Linked DNA regions of Triticum aestivum: region 2 is linked to region 1. Evidence: chromatin contacts called from public Hi-C data. All regions are on one chromosome and are shown on one strand. Each heading gives the region's core, a stretch centred on a gene start, on an enhancer-like site or on the middle of the called end of the contact. The rest is flanking DNA. Distances are from core to core; before and after follow the strand shown. Region 1 has its middle 20 kb from the start of LOC123138190. Region 2 holds the start of LOC123138195 (phosphatidylinositol transfer protein 3).

What was found. Hi-C and Micro-C count contacts between places; a contact is called where the count stands out from the background.
Region 2: a Hi-C map of leaf shows a contact between it and region 1, with 6 times the contacts expected there. The contact joins the promoter of LOC123138195 here to the enhancer-like site in region 1. A contact is called at or near these places in 3 of 5 Hi-C or Micro-C datasets (all in leaf).

What each region holds. Positions count from the first base shown.
Region 1 is chr6B:590,293,217-590,299,468 of IWGSC CS RefSeq v2.1, forward strand. No RefSeq gene overlaps it. Among protein-coding and RNA genes, the nearest start is that of LOC123138190, 20 kb to the right of the region's middle. Within about 2 kb of position 2,650, at least 7 of the 8 cell types and tissues checked have an H3K27ac peak or open chromatin away from gene starts, as enhancers often do. A contact at or near this core is called in leaf, where this site is marked.
Region 2 is chr6B:591,255,171-591,261,918 of IWGSC CS RefSeq v2.1, forward strand. It overlaps LOC123138195 (phosphatidylinositol transfer protein 3), which reads left to right and starts at 2,508. Exons shown (of 8, transcript XM_044558125.1): 1 at 2,508-3,161; 2 at 3,335-3,441; 3 at 3,542-4,536.

The DNA of each region.
Region 1 (6,252 bases), core at 1,400-3,899:
CCTTGCCATTGTGCACTCCAGTAATGAGTGTCTCCATGAGTCCGCCTCTCAACAGAGGCCGCGGGATGTTGTGGTGGACATTTTTCTATGAGCTTGGACATCCTCGGTCGGCAATGATTGCTTAGCAAGATGCCATAAAAACATTCTGATTTTACCTGGTACCAGTGTTTGCCATAGCTGCTTCCAAGATGTCTTGTCACGATCAATGCTTGACAAACCAGCATCTCCTTCCAACCAAGCTTCTCTCCTTCTCTTGGTCTCTACCAACATCCTGTAGCATGACTTCACTGTGAACTGACTGCTTCTCTCAAAGTGCCACGCCCAAGAGTCAGAGATGATTCTTGTACATAATGGTATTGATCTTATAGCCGACACATCGATAGTTAGGAAGATTGCAGAAAGTTTATCCGTATCCCATGTGACTGTTGTGTAGTCTATCAGTTCATATACGAGCTTCGGAGGGTCCTATGTGATACAGCCGTAGGGTCAAAGCATCTCATCGCGCGACATCCAATTATCAGACCAAAATTTGGTCGTTGTTCCATCACCAATGCGTCTAATGATGCCTTGTTTGAGCACATCTCTTCCATCCACGATCGATCTCCATACCTGACTAGGTCTGCTTCCCAATTGTGCATCTAAGATAGTGCCCCCAGGGTAATATACAGCTTTTAGGATACGGCCACTCAAGGACTCGGGAGATTGTAGTAATCTCCAGGCTTGTTTTGCCGAGAGAGATAAGTTGAACAATTCAAAATCTTTAAAGCCGAGCCCCCCCCCCCCCATCATCTTTGGTTGTGTCATTGCTTCCCAGGACACCCGGTGCGGTTTCCTTTTTTCATCTTTTTTCCCCCACCAAAACTTTCTGATTAACATGTTCAAGTGTTCACAGAAGCCCCTAGGCAGCCTGAAACATGACATAGAGAAGACGGGAACAGCCTGAGCTACTGCCTTAACCAGTACTTCCTTCCCTGCCGAAGACATTGTGTGCTCGATCCACCCTTTAACTTTACTCCAGAGGTAATCTTAAAGGTACTTAAACGCGTCGTTCTTTGATGATCCCACACTCCCCAAGTATTTCTCGTTTAGAGTTTCGTTGGGAACCTGTAAGACTGCCTTGATCTCTTCCTTGCCACTGTTTGGTCAGCCCTTACTAAAGAAGATTGAGGATTTTCCGTAGTTTATTATTTGTCCCGAAGCCTGACAATATATGTTCAACATCTGGTTCACCTCTCTGGCCCCATCACCGCTAGCCTTTAAAAACAGCAGGCTGTCATCAGCGAATAATAAATGGTTAACAGGAGGCGCCAATGGTGCCACCTTTAACCCGCTCAAGATGGACGACTCATCAAAAGATTTTAGGAGGCATGAAAGGCCCTCTAGGAAGAGGTATGGGGAGATTGGATCTCCCCGTCGAATTCCTCGTGAAGGACTGAACTCATCAAGTTTCTTACCATTGAAAAGGACTGAGAATTTCACTGATCTGACCATTCCTATCACAATATTTACCCATCTCTCTATGAAACCAAGCTTTAACATAATTGCTTGTAAATAATCCCATCCAACCATATCATAAGCCTTCATCATGTCAAGTTTTAACGCACAATGGATGTTCCTCTTTGCCCTGTTTCCCTTCATAAAATGAAGACATTCATATGTTGCAATAATGTTGTCAGCAATAAGTCTGCCTGGTACAAACGTTGATTCCTCCTTAGATATGATTTCAGGCAGCACCAACTTCAACCTGTTGGAGATTACTTTGGAGGCAATTTTGTATAGAACATTGCATAAAGAAATAGGTCGGAACTGTGTAAGCATCGTGGGATTTTTTACCTTTGGTATTAATACCAAGATAGTCTCGTTTATGCACTCCGCTGTTTCAGTCCCGTCTATAATCAGCAACACAGCCCTTGCCACATCTACTCCACAGACCTCCCAATGGCATTGGAAAAAAATGTGCAGGAAACCCATCAGGCACAGTGCCTTTGTTGGGAACATTTGAAATAGGGCGTGTTTGATTTCTTCTTCGGAGTACTTCTTGTTCAACTTCTCATTCATGTCCGCTGTGACCTTGCAGGGCACATGATCTAGTACCTGTTGCATGTTATGGACACCTTCAGATGTGTATAGGTGTTTGTAAAAATCTGTAGCCATCTCCTCCATGACAACCCTATCCTCAGTTAGTGCCCCACTAGGCAGCTGAAGGGCCTTGATTTGATTCTTTTTATGTCGCCTACTCGCCCGCAGATGGAAGAAATATGTGTTTTTATCTCCATGTGATAACCACTCAATTCTAGCTCTTTGTCTCCATAAAATTTTCTCCCTATTGAAAAGCTCCACCAATCTATCACATACCTTGATTTTTGTGTGAGATGGGTCAGTCCTCCTTGGGATCACGCGCAAATCTGCAAGTTCCTGCTGCAGGCATCGGATCTCGCGTCGGACATTGCCAAAAACTTCCCTGTCCCAGTTACCAAGATCACCCGATAGAGACTGCGTGCATGTATATAAAGAAAAACGAAACTGGTACACCAAACCGAGCTAGTCTAGCATTTAAGCCCAAAAAACAGAAACTCACACACGCCTTGGCCCGGTAGATCACCATGTGGCCCAAATAGCTGGAGCAGACCGCACACACATCGCCGCATTTTTCCGTTCAGTACTGGTCGCTAGCGATATGGGCCGGCCCAGTCGGGAGACCCGCCTGTGCGTCCAGTCGACACTCTGTCGCAAAGAGCGACAGATAGAACGTCCTTGATTTTCCGTGCATGTATATAAAGAAAAATAAAACTGGTACACCAAACCATGCTAGTCCAGCATTTAAGCCCCAAAAAACAGAAACTCGCCACGCCTTGGCCCAGTAGATCACCATGACTTGGCCCAAATGGCTGCAGCAGACCGCACACACAGTCGCACACAGACCGCACGCAGAACGGAGACGAACCATAGACATGGAACGGCACGCACAGTTGCACTGATCTATTCATGCAACCATGCCACCTTAGCAAACATGCATATTAATTTTTTTCACTTATCCTCTATTCTTAAATAGTTGCAACTCATTACCTATTTTTCCTCTTCATGCAACGATACTCATCAAATCATCCATGTGGTCATAAGTTACAATTTGTGAACTAATCTATTCATGCAACCATGCCACCTCAGCAAACCCATGTTAATTAGTTCACTTATTTTTGCCGGCATAGACGGTCATGCTACACATTTTTGTGACATGACTACATATATTTGCACGTTGTAGCCAATATGACCTACATATATTTATACGTTGTAGCCAATATATGTAGGTCATGTCACACATTTTTGTTAAAAATGGCACCTCATTTGACTTCAGTCTAATATATTTCTCTTTTCATACAACATTCTGACACATGCTTCATATACTTTATTATTTTCAAAATATATTCCAAGAGCATTCTTAAATTTGTTAGTCAGATTCTCGCGGTTTATTCAGTTTTACTTTTCGTTTCTTTCTTCTTTTGTTTTCTTTTTCTTGTTTTCTCTTCTCTTCTCTGTTTCTATTTTTTTCCTGTCCCTTTTTTCTTTCTTTTTTCTCAAAATGCGTGAGCTTTTTTTTATCAAACTCCACAAAGTTTTTCAAACTACAGTGACCTTTTTGCTGAATTCATGAACTTAATTTTCAAAATTGATAAACTTTTTTTGAACTCATGAATTATTTGCTGAAAGTCAATGAACTTTTTCACTTTTGTGATTTTTTCCCAAATTTGATGAACTTCTTTTCAAATCGATCAAACTTTTTCCCGGTTTGTCAACATTTTTCAAAATTGATGAACTTCTTTTGAATATCGATGATTTTTTTTTCAAAATTGATAATTTATTAAAAAAACGACGAACGTTTTTACAAATTTGATGAACCATTTTTCAAAATCGATGAAGCCTTTCCTAGTTTGTGAACTTTCCTCCAAAATTGATGAACTTCTTCGATTTTGTGAACTTTTCTTAGAAATTGATGAACTTTTTTCAAATTTAGGTTTCCTTTTTTAATTAATTTATACATGGCATATGTTAACGTTTTACTAAAAGAAAGTTTAACTAGCAGTGTTTTCTAGTAGTTGACAGTAGATTGAGTTTGGTCCAGTGGTTATTGCGTTAGGCTGCCGACAAATCCCAGTTGCCCCAGAATATCGATTAGAATTAATGTCTACTTTTTGCTTCATGTTTTCTTTTTGAAGCAGGTTACTGTGTCGTCCCGTTGCGTGTCACGTGCAAGCGCTAATAGTGCCAACCAACACTTTGAGCATTGATTAAGAGCTCTCCATGCGCTCCTCCAACGGGTATTTCCTATTGGATGATATGTCAAATTGTTGCCGTTTCACACATAGCTAGCCTAGCTATTCCTTGTATGGTCCGGGCCATTAAGTCAACAGGGATCTCGGTTTTGGAAACCTCCGAGAAGGTTTGTACCGATCTAGTTCCGTTATTTTCTTTGTTATCTCGGTTTTTTGTGTCTTACTTTAATTTCTATTTATTTTTGAAATAGCTTTCCATTCTTAAAAAAATTCTCAGAATTTCCAAAAAATGTTTGGTAATTTCAAAATTAATTGTGTTTTCAATTTTTTTTGTTTAGAAACTTCAACAAATGTTCACATTTTCAAAATGTTTTAACATATTCAAGAAATGTCTCCAAATTTACAAAAGTTGTTCACAAATTTAGAACTTATCCAGAATTTCAAAAAGGTTAATGTTATCAAAATTTGTTCACAAACTCAAAAAAAATATTATCATTAATACAAAATTTTCAGTAATATCCAAAAACACAAGGAATTTTCCACAAATATTTTGAAAAAAATGCATTAAAAATAACTTTTACAAAAATACATATACGTACTTTCACACAAATTCTAAATAAAAAATTGAACTAGTCACTACAGTGTGCCCTAGATGGCTGGGCCTAGTCCTGGCCTCCCTTTTGAGAGGGTCCCTAACTGGCGCAAAACGCGTCATATAGAATCTCCCCCACCAATGAGGGGAGATTCTAACGCGTAGGTCACCGGTTATCGACCGCGCGATACCCCCACCTGATGCGCTGGTTTTTCTATTGGCCGGCCCATTTTCAGGTTTAAGGTTCTAGAACCTTCTCAAACAGTTTTTCTTCAGTTTTTCTTACGGTTTTTTCTTTAACTTTTTCCTTTTTTGTTCTGTATCTTTATCGTTTTTCGTTCTTTTATGTTTTTCTTTTCATTTTTATTCTCATTTTTCCATTTGGAAAAACCTTTTAAATTCGGGAATATTATTTTAAATCGTGACCACTTTTTGAAATCATGAACATATTGAATGCATGGACACTTTTTTGAACTCTCAAACATTTTTTTGCAAATTCGTAAACATTCTCGTAAATCATGAGCATTCTTTGAAATCGTGAATATTTTTCTAAATTCACAAATATTTTTCCGAATCGTGATTATTTTTAAAAATAAATGTATGAACATGTTGTACAAATTCGTGAACATTTTCTTAAATCATGAACATTTTCTTAATTCATGAACAATTTTTTGAAATCGTGAACATTTTTAAAATTCATGACATTTTCTTCATATTCCTTAGCATTCTCTTAAATCCTGAACATTTTTCTAATACACGGCCATTTTTAGAAATCATGATTTTTTTAAAATCATGGATATATTTTTAATTCATTAATATTTTTTTACAAATTCATGAACATTCTCTTAAACCATGAACACTTTTTGAATTCCTGAACAAAATTTTGAAATCATGAACATTTATTGAATTCGTGAACATTTCTGTTTCAAAATTCACAAATTTTTATATTTTAGAACTTTTTTATATCCCATATTATTCGAAGGGGGGAAACAGGGGCCGGCCAAGAATGGCGCGCGGGGGAGTGGGCCATGCGCGCACGGCTGCTTTCAGGCGTGCATGTCGCCGAATATGAGGTCCCACCAATGAGCTAAATTTTGAGCCTTTTCTTTTTGCATACTGGATATATCAACATGGTCTTGGACGGGTTTTTCTTCATTCTGTCAGTTCGCGGGGACAGAGCCCAGAGTGTACCATGTATATGGGGAACATTCACTCTCTTTTTTGTGGTGTCATGGGCAATATTCTTGCTTTGTGCGTAGTCTTGTACTGCCTTTTTAGCGAGTATATATGTATATGTAACTTTATATAGAAATCATAATCTTAATCTTACGTATGACTTCTACAAAACAGTTAAGTACAGTGAGAGGGATGACAACCATGAGAGTTGATCAT
Region 2 (6,748 bases), core at 1,258-3,757, 960 kb after region 1:
GCCCACTTGCATACTTCAATCATGTCACGTGGGAGAATATCTCATGGTTCCTGTAAACCAAGTAACCAACCAGTGACAAAGGCTAGACGAGTACCCATAGAAACATAATAATTATACATGCATCCCACATCCTTCAACCCTAGCCGGCACCAAAGCCTTCTGCATGACACCGCCTTGATCCTCCTCGCTCTCCCGTCCGGCGGTCTCATCGACGACAAGATGAGTTTGGAGTCGACTCTTTCGTTTTTTTCGTCAGCATTACTAGGTTTGTGTTCTTTTTAGGTTTTGATTTTCTGTTAGCATCGACGGGATGGCGTCGGCGATGCGCATTGAAATAAAGCATTTTCGATAGTCGTCTTTTTTTCAGTTTTACTAGGTTTGTGTTCTCTTTATGTTTTGGTTTTCTGATAGGATCGGCGAGATGGCGACGGCGATGCACATTGAGATAAGCCTTTTCGATAGCTTCCTACATCGATGACGTTCAATCCGACATGGATGAAGGGCTTGTGTAGTATTTTGGTGTGATGACTTCAACATCTTCTTTTGATTTGTCTGCTCTTGTTTCTCTAATCATTTGGATTTGTGGTGAAGAGTTGTACCAGTGTGTTGTGGGGGGTGATGCCCCAACCGATGTTTCTTCAACAATTTCTAGTTCAAGCGGCGAGGGTGTTTGCAGGTGTCCTTTTCCTATGATGTCAATTTATTGAAATTTTCAATCTCCAATGGTCGGCGTACTATCGAAGGAAAAAAGATAATCGACATGATTTTTAGTGTAAATTTGTTTTTCTTGATAATTAACAAATCTAAGATACTGTTACCTTTAAAAAAACAGCCACAAGGGCTAACAAACTAGTAATAATAATAAGATTGTAAAGGAGATATACAATCGTTGTCCTTGATGATGTTGATGCCAAGTCTAAGTTAGAAACGAGCTTCATTTGTAAAAAAAAAATGCCCTGTTTGCTAGCTAATATGGAGTAAATTCCATTTTTATCCCCAAATTTCAAATTGTGCTCCATTTAACATATTTTTTTACTGAATTTAAACAAATAGTCGCCACTTTCTACCCTTTTTTGCCATTCTGATTGGTTGGGCCCACGTGTAAGTGTTGACTTGGCCTGCCAAATGGCTGGTTTACTTCTTCAAATGCTTGTTGGGTTCCGGTTCTAGCGGTACCAACTTTTCATGTGGCCACAACAATTAGAGCCCCGAGCATGGCACCCACTGTCCATGCCTTAGAACACACGCCTAATGTCAATGCCTCACCACGCAGTTTCATCTTGGCCAGCGGAGCAACTCCTTCGGAGGAATCGACTCGGGAAGCCATGTATCACCATCACCCATTTTTCCTTCCTCGTCTCTGGTCCTGTCGGGACCATAATTGATCTGTCGCTACAGTCACGTCCCCGCTCTTTGTTCTCCCCTTATCGACTTATGGTGTTGTGATGAAGCTCTTGTAGCTGTTCCCAGGCAGCCCTTCATCCTCGAGCTGTGACCCCACAAGCGTCAGCTTCGGTATCCTCCATTGACAATGGTGTCATTGCTTTTGAGCTCCCCTAGCTCGGTAGGGCGTCCTGGCATGTTCGTGGTGTGCCTCTATTCCTGTTTCACCTCTTCCGTCTTCCTGTCTTGTCTTCTATCACTCCCGAGCCGAACACACACTCGGCGTATCCCCGCTTCCTGTCCATCCCGTGAACATGGGCTTACTGCACCAGCAACGCCGCTACTCCAGCGTGCAGATGGATGGCCCCGTGCAGGCGAGGGAGAGGCACCCAACAACAACAGTACTCGCTGAAACAACTAAAAAGAAAAACCAGATGCACCGAAAGAAAACGGGTTGGCCAAATTAACCAACCCACATGGCATCCAAGTCAACACTTACATGTGGGCCGACTAGTCATAACACAATAATAAAAAAATTAGAATAAAAATTGCAACAGTTTGCATGAACGAAATTGAATAATAAAAATTGAAAAAAAGCTGCTGAATAGTAAGGTAGATAATGTCACAAACATGAAACTTAGGGTAACTCCAATATTTATCCCCGTTGCTAAACCAACAATATTCTTGGTAGAGTAGACCGCACATAACTAGAATACTAGGCCCGTAAGGGTTCCTTTTCCCTGGTTTTTTTGAACTTTTTTTGACCGCTGTGTAAAAATGACGCGTGTCTGGAAGAGTTTGTAGGCGTTTTCTCTCCTGGCGTGGTAGTTACCTATTTATGTGGCCTTATCTACCATCAGTTTCCAGAGAGTCCTTGCCTTTTTTTATCTGTCTCCGCGTTTTCCACGTTCGATTCACAGGGTTGTTGCCGGTTTAGGTGTGTTGGTCCCACGCGTCTTTTTTCTGTTTTTTTAAGTTTTTTGGGTGTACAACATGTCAATCTGGATGTCACGCGTGCAGTCCTGAGGGTAAAAAGGGATTGTCAGATCGACACGTCAACTTATCTAGAGACGTCCTGTCCTCTGTATAAATGAGACGCACGTCTCCTCTCATTGCCTCCGAGCAGTCGCTCGAGATCGAGTCAGCCAGCGGCCTGCAGCGATTCCCCACGCCCCCTCCCCATACCCTCCACCTTATCTCTTGATGCCGCCGGAGGGAGCTTCTCCCCGTGCCCTCCATCTCATCTCTTACCACCGGCCGGAGGGAGCTCCGTCGCTCTCCTTCAGTACGCCGCTCTTCTTTCCCCAAGACGACGAAAAACACAAAACGGGGACATACCATATGGCAAGGGGCTCCTCCATCGCTGCTTGGGTTATCGGTGGTGGTGTTGGCATTGAAGGATGGGGCGGCAATGCCATTGGAGTCTTGGAAAAGCAGCTCGGGCAGAGGAAGAGGACGCGCCCGGCGTCGGAGGAGGCTGGGCGGGAGACGATTGTTCTGCTGCAGGTACGTGAACATGGTGTCTAGGTTGACACGCTAGCCTCCTCTAGCAGCCTCTCTGCCCCGCGCCAGCTCTAGCCCCTCGCTTGCTGCCTCCTGCGACGCTGGTGTTCAGCTCGCATGCGAGGTGTTCTAGCAATTGACCAAACCGAGCCAAGCGTGAGCATGAACGATGGTCACATACTTTCCTTCGTCAAGTAGTCCAGTACTGCACCAGAAGCGACGTCGGCCGAAACAGGAGAGGAAGAGGCCACAGAAGGATTCTTGCGTCCCAAATGGTATGTTCATTTTTGCCAATTCATGATCCATCATTACCTGACTCACGATGTCCAGTGGACTCAGCTCACAGTGATTGATGATTGATCAATAGCAACACGATTTGATTCTCAATTTACAAGTTGATTTCACCGCTATGGATTGGATTAATCTGATTTTTGATATTTTGGTTTAGTGAGTTTCAGGTTCACGGTCTGGATGGTGGATTCGTTCTTCAGCTCCGGCGAGGTCATCATGTGCCGGTACATCTCACCTTCAAGCACATGTTGCAGACTCCGACTGGTGTGGCTCCGTCCCTTCCCAGTCCTATTTTTCTTTACTCTCCCTTGGTTACTGTTTGCCTTAATCTTGATTTGTTTTGTTGGTTCATGTTGTTCATTAGTTCTTTCTTTGCTGGATGTTCGGCCCGCTGATGCTGCATGGAAGCATTCGAAGTGAAAAATATCTTCACATACTTTCCTGTAAGTGCATCTCCCCGTCTTAATTTGGGTTGCTCTCACTGTCCCGCTTACCTGTTCTGCTTCGCCCATCATTCAGAGTTAGGTTGGTTCATGAGATCAGATAATGTACTGCCATTTATTTTACCCAACTGCTACATTCAAGATCGAGGAGTACAAGTGTCTATTGATCTGAACACAAAGTGTTACAATAGATTATCTCTGCAAGTGGATAAGGTGGTCATATGTTAGCCTACACTTTTGGACCAAAACAGTTTTACATGGGCTTCTCCGGAGGAAAAGGAAACCCCACTTGAACTTTTAGCTTCCCGTATATGTGAGATCACTTGCTGAGTTTTCCCACATCATAGCTTTTCTTGTGAATTCATGGGATCTTAGATTTTAATCAAGTCATGCAGTTCTGAGTTTTAATTCATGTGCAATAGTCACAAACAGATCTGTCTTGCATTCAAAATATTGCAGGCTTGAACTTATTTACATTTCAGTTAAATTTTGTTCACCAATGTCAGCCAATGTGAGAGCAAAGTTTTCCTCCGATTATTCTAAATTATCCTTGGACTATTCTGAATCTGTAAATGGATGTTGAATTCTTAATACATCTATGCCATCTATAGAAAACAATGGCCTCGCGTGCCACTGTGCAGTGAACACTGAACAAGTCTCGAATCAATATGCATTTGCGATTTGTGGTTCTGTCCTGTTTTAGTAGGGTTGTCTTCAATAATCTTTTGGTAATTTTGTAGATTAGGAAGTTTAATTCTTTTCCGATAATAGTTTAATAGTAGTCAAGATATGCTACTGCATGTCCATTTTACTGTATATATCTGTTTTTACACTTCTATTATAGGTCTGGGAGTATTATGCCGAGCCTCCCCAGCAAGGTTTTCAATATTAAGGGGGAAATCTGAAGGTGTATAAGGTAAAGAGACAGAGCTCTAGATACATTTGGTAATAAATTTTCTTTATACCTTGCATTATAATTACACATGGGAAATACAGATGAGGTGCCTGATGTCAGCTGCAATCACAGATCTAAGAATCAGCTTTTTAAATGTAATTGATAAAATGATCAATGATTAAATGCGTGACCCACTACGGAGAGAAAGTGTAAGAACGACACACCTAGGATTAACCCTGACTGTTATCAAGTTCAGGTATTTCCATTACTGTATAGATTCAAGCAGTGTGTTGTAGTTACCATGACACATATCTTCACGAGAGAAGTTTTTGTTAAGCAGTAGCTTAGGATAGCTTTTCTTCAGTATGGTTCAGATCACCATTATTGCATGAAATATATAAGAACATACTCATTACCTGTGTAAAATCTTACAACAGAGAAATAATGTTTATGCAGACTGAACTTGTTATTCTGCGAACTTACGTTGACACAAACTATTGACTGGGTCTCTGGCTTGGCGCTACCTGTATGAGGTACACCCTTATGGTGTTGTAGGTACCATTTTTATTGGCCTGCTGGTACATATTCAGTTAATCACACAGAGTTATTGGAATATAGGCAAGACTGTAGTATGTGTTCATCTGGAAGCCTATAGACAGAAATATGTGTTCATCTGGAAGCCTATAGACAGAAATATGTGTTCATCTGGAAGCCCATACTAAACAATATTTTAGTGATCTTGGATGCTATCACCTACATAGACTATTTTCCCGTAGTAGTGTGCTTCCAGTTTGTTTGGTTCATGGACGGTCAGATGGTATTTCACGTAGCTCTTCCAGTTTGTTGGTTCATGGATGGCCAGATGGTATCTCGCCTAGCTAACCTGCTTTCAAGTATCAGTTTGCTAAACCGGCAAATGCTTATTTTCGCTAGCACTATATAATACATCAATTGGTTTCATATTGTTGAAATTTGAATATCTGCAAATTAGAAGAATTGTCTTTTTTATAGGATGCCTATTTTGTGTTGCAAATTAGAAATCTTTTCTAATGTGGTGCAAAATTTTGTGCTGTTCTTATGGCCCATGGTCCTACGTAAAGTATTCCAATACATTTCCACAAATCAGTTTTTATTTTTATTTTTCACGTAACATGTTCATGTCCAATCAGGGATGGGTTCAAGTGGTTCTGGGACATGTATAGAGAAGGAGCTCATTATATATGGAGACAAGTTTTGAATTGGGGCGTGTTGCTTCCTACCTGATGGTGTAGACGTTAGATGAGGGATCTCCATATAAGTAGAATATCACACATATGGATGTTGTATCTTGGATGATTCATAGAAAAGAAGCCAAAGAACGATTCATCAGTTGCATATCTTTTTTACCTTCTACATGTTATTTTTTTCTCCATAAGTTGGTCTGCACTTCAAAAAAGCTGAGAATGTGACTATATGAGAAGCGTAATTAAGTGTGTTCAAGAAGTATATGTAGGGGGGAAAAATAGACTGCTGGGCGTAAAAACTCTCGAGCTGGCTCGAAGGTATGCATATGCAGACCGTACAACAAAATTTCAAAAACTATAACAAAACAAACACATACTGAACCAATGGGTGCGGCGGCAGCGTGCCGCCGCGCACAGTTGGCCGCGCATGCTTCGGTGTATCAACTTGAATGGATTGCGCAGCTTCTGTGGATTGATTTGAACAGATTGGATCAGCTTCTGTGGATTGATTTGAACAGATTGAATCGACTTGAATAGATTGGTTAGTGATATATGTCTCTTAGGACCCGTAGTGGTGGTTTGATTCAGAAGTAAATTTCACTACCACTACATCGCAAAGACAAATCCAGCTGAAGAATCAATATCTTGGGTCTAGGAAGAAAACAAGTGCTTCGCAATTCCGGTACCCACTATCACTACATATTGTAGATCACTCATGCATGTACCAACTAGATGTATTTTTTCTTGTATGAACTACTTTGCCACCACTATCACTACATGTTGTAGATCACTTATGCATGTATGATGTATCTTTCCTTGTATGGACTACTTTGCCACGAATCAAGTCTTGGGACGACTTACCAAATATTAAAAAAATAAATAAATAGCCTATAATCCTTATGGCGCGGCGCCGCGCACTACTCGCTAGTTTCTACTACTGCCTCCAAGAAAAACGGACCATGACAGCACGTTCTCATATCATTATCCTCGACGCTTAACCGCCCAATCCG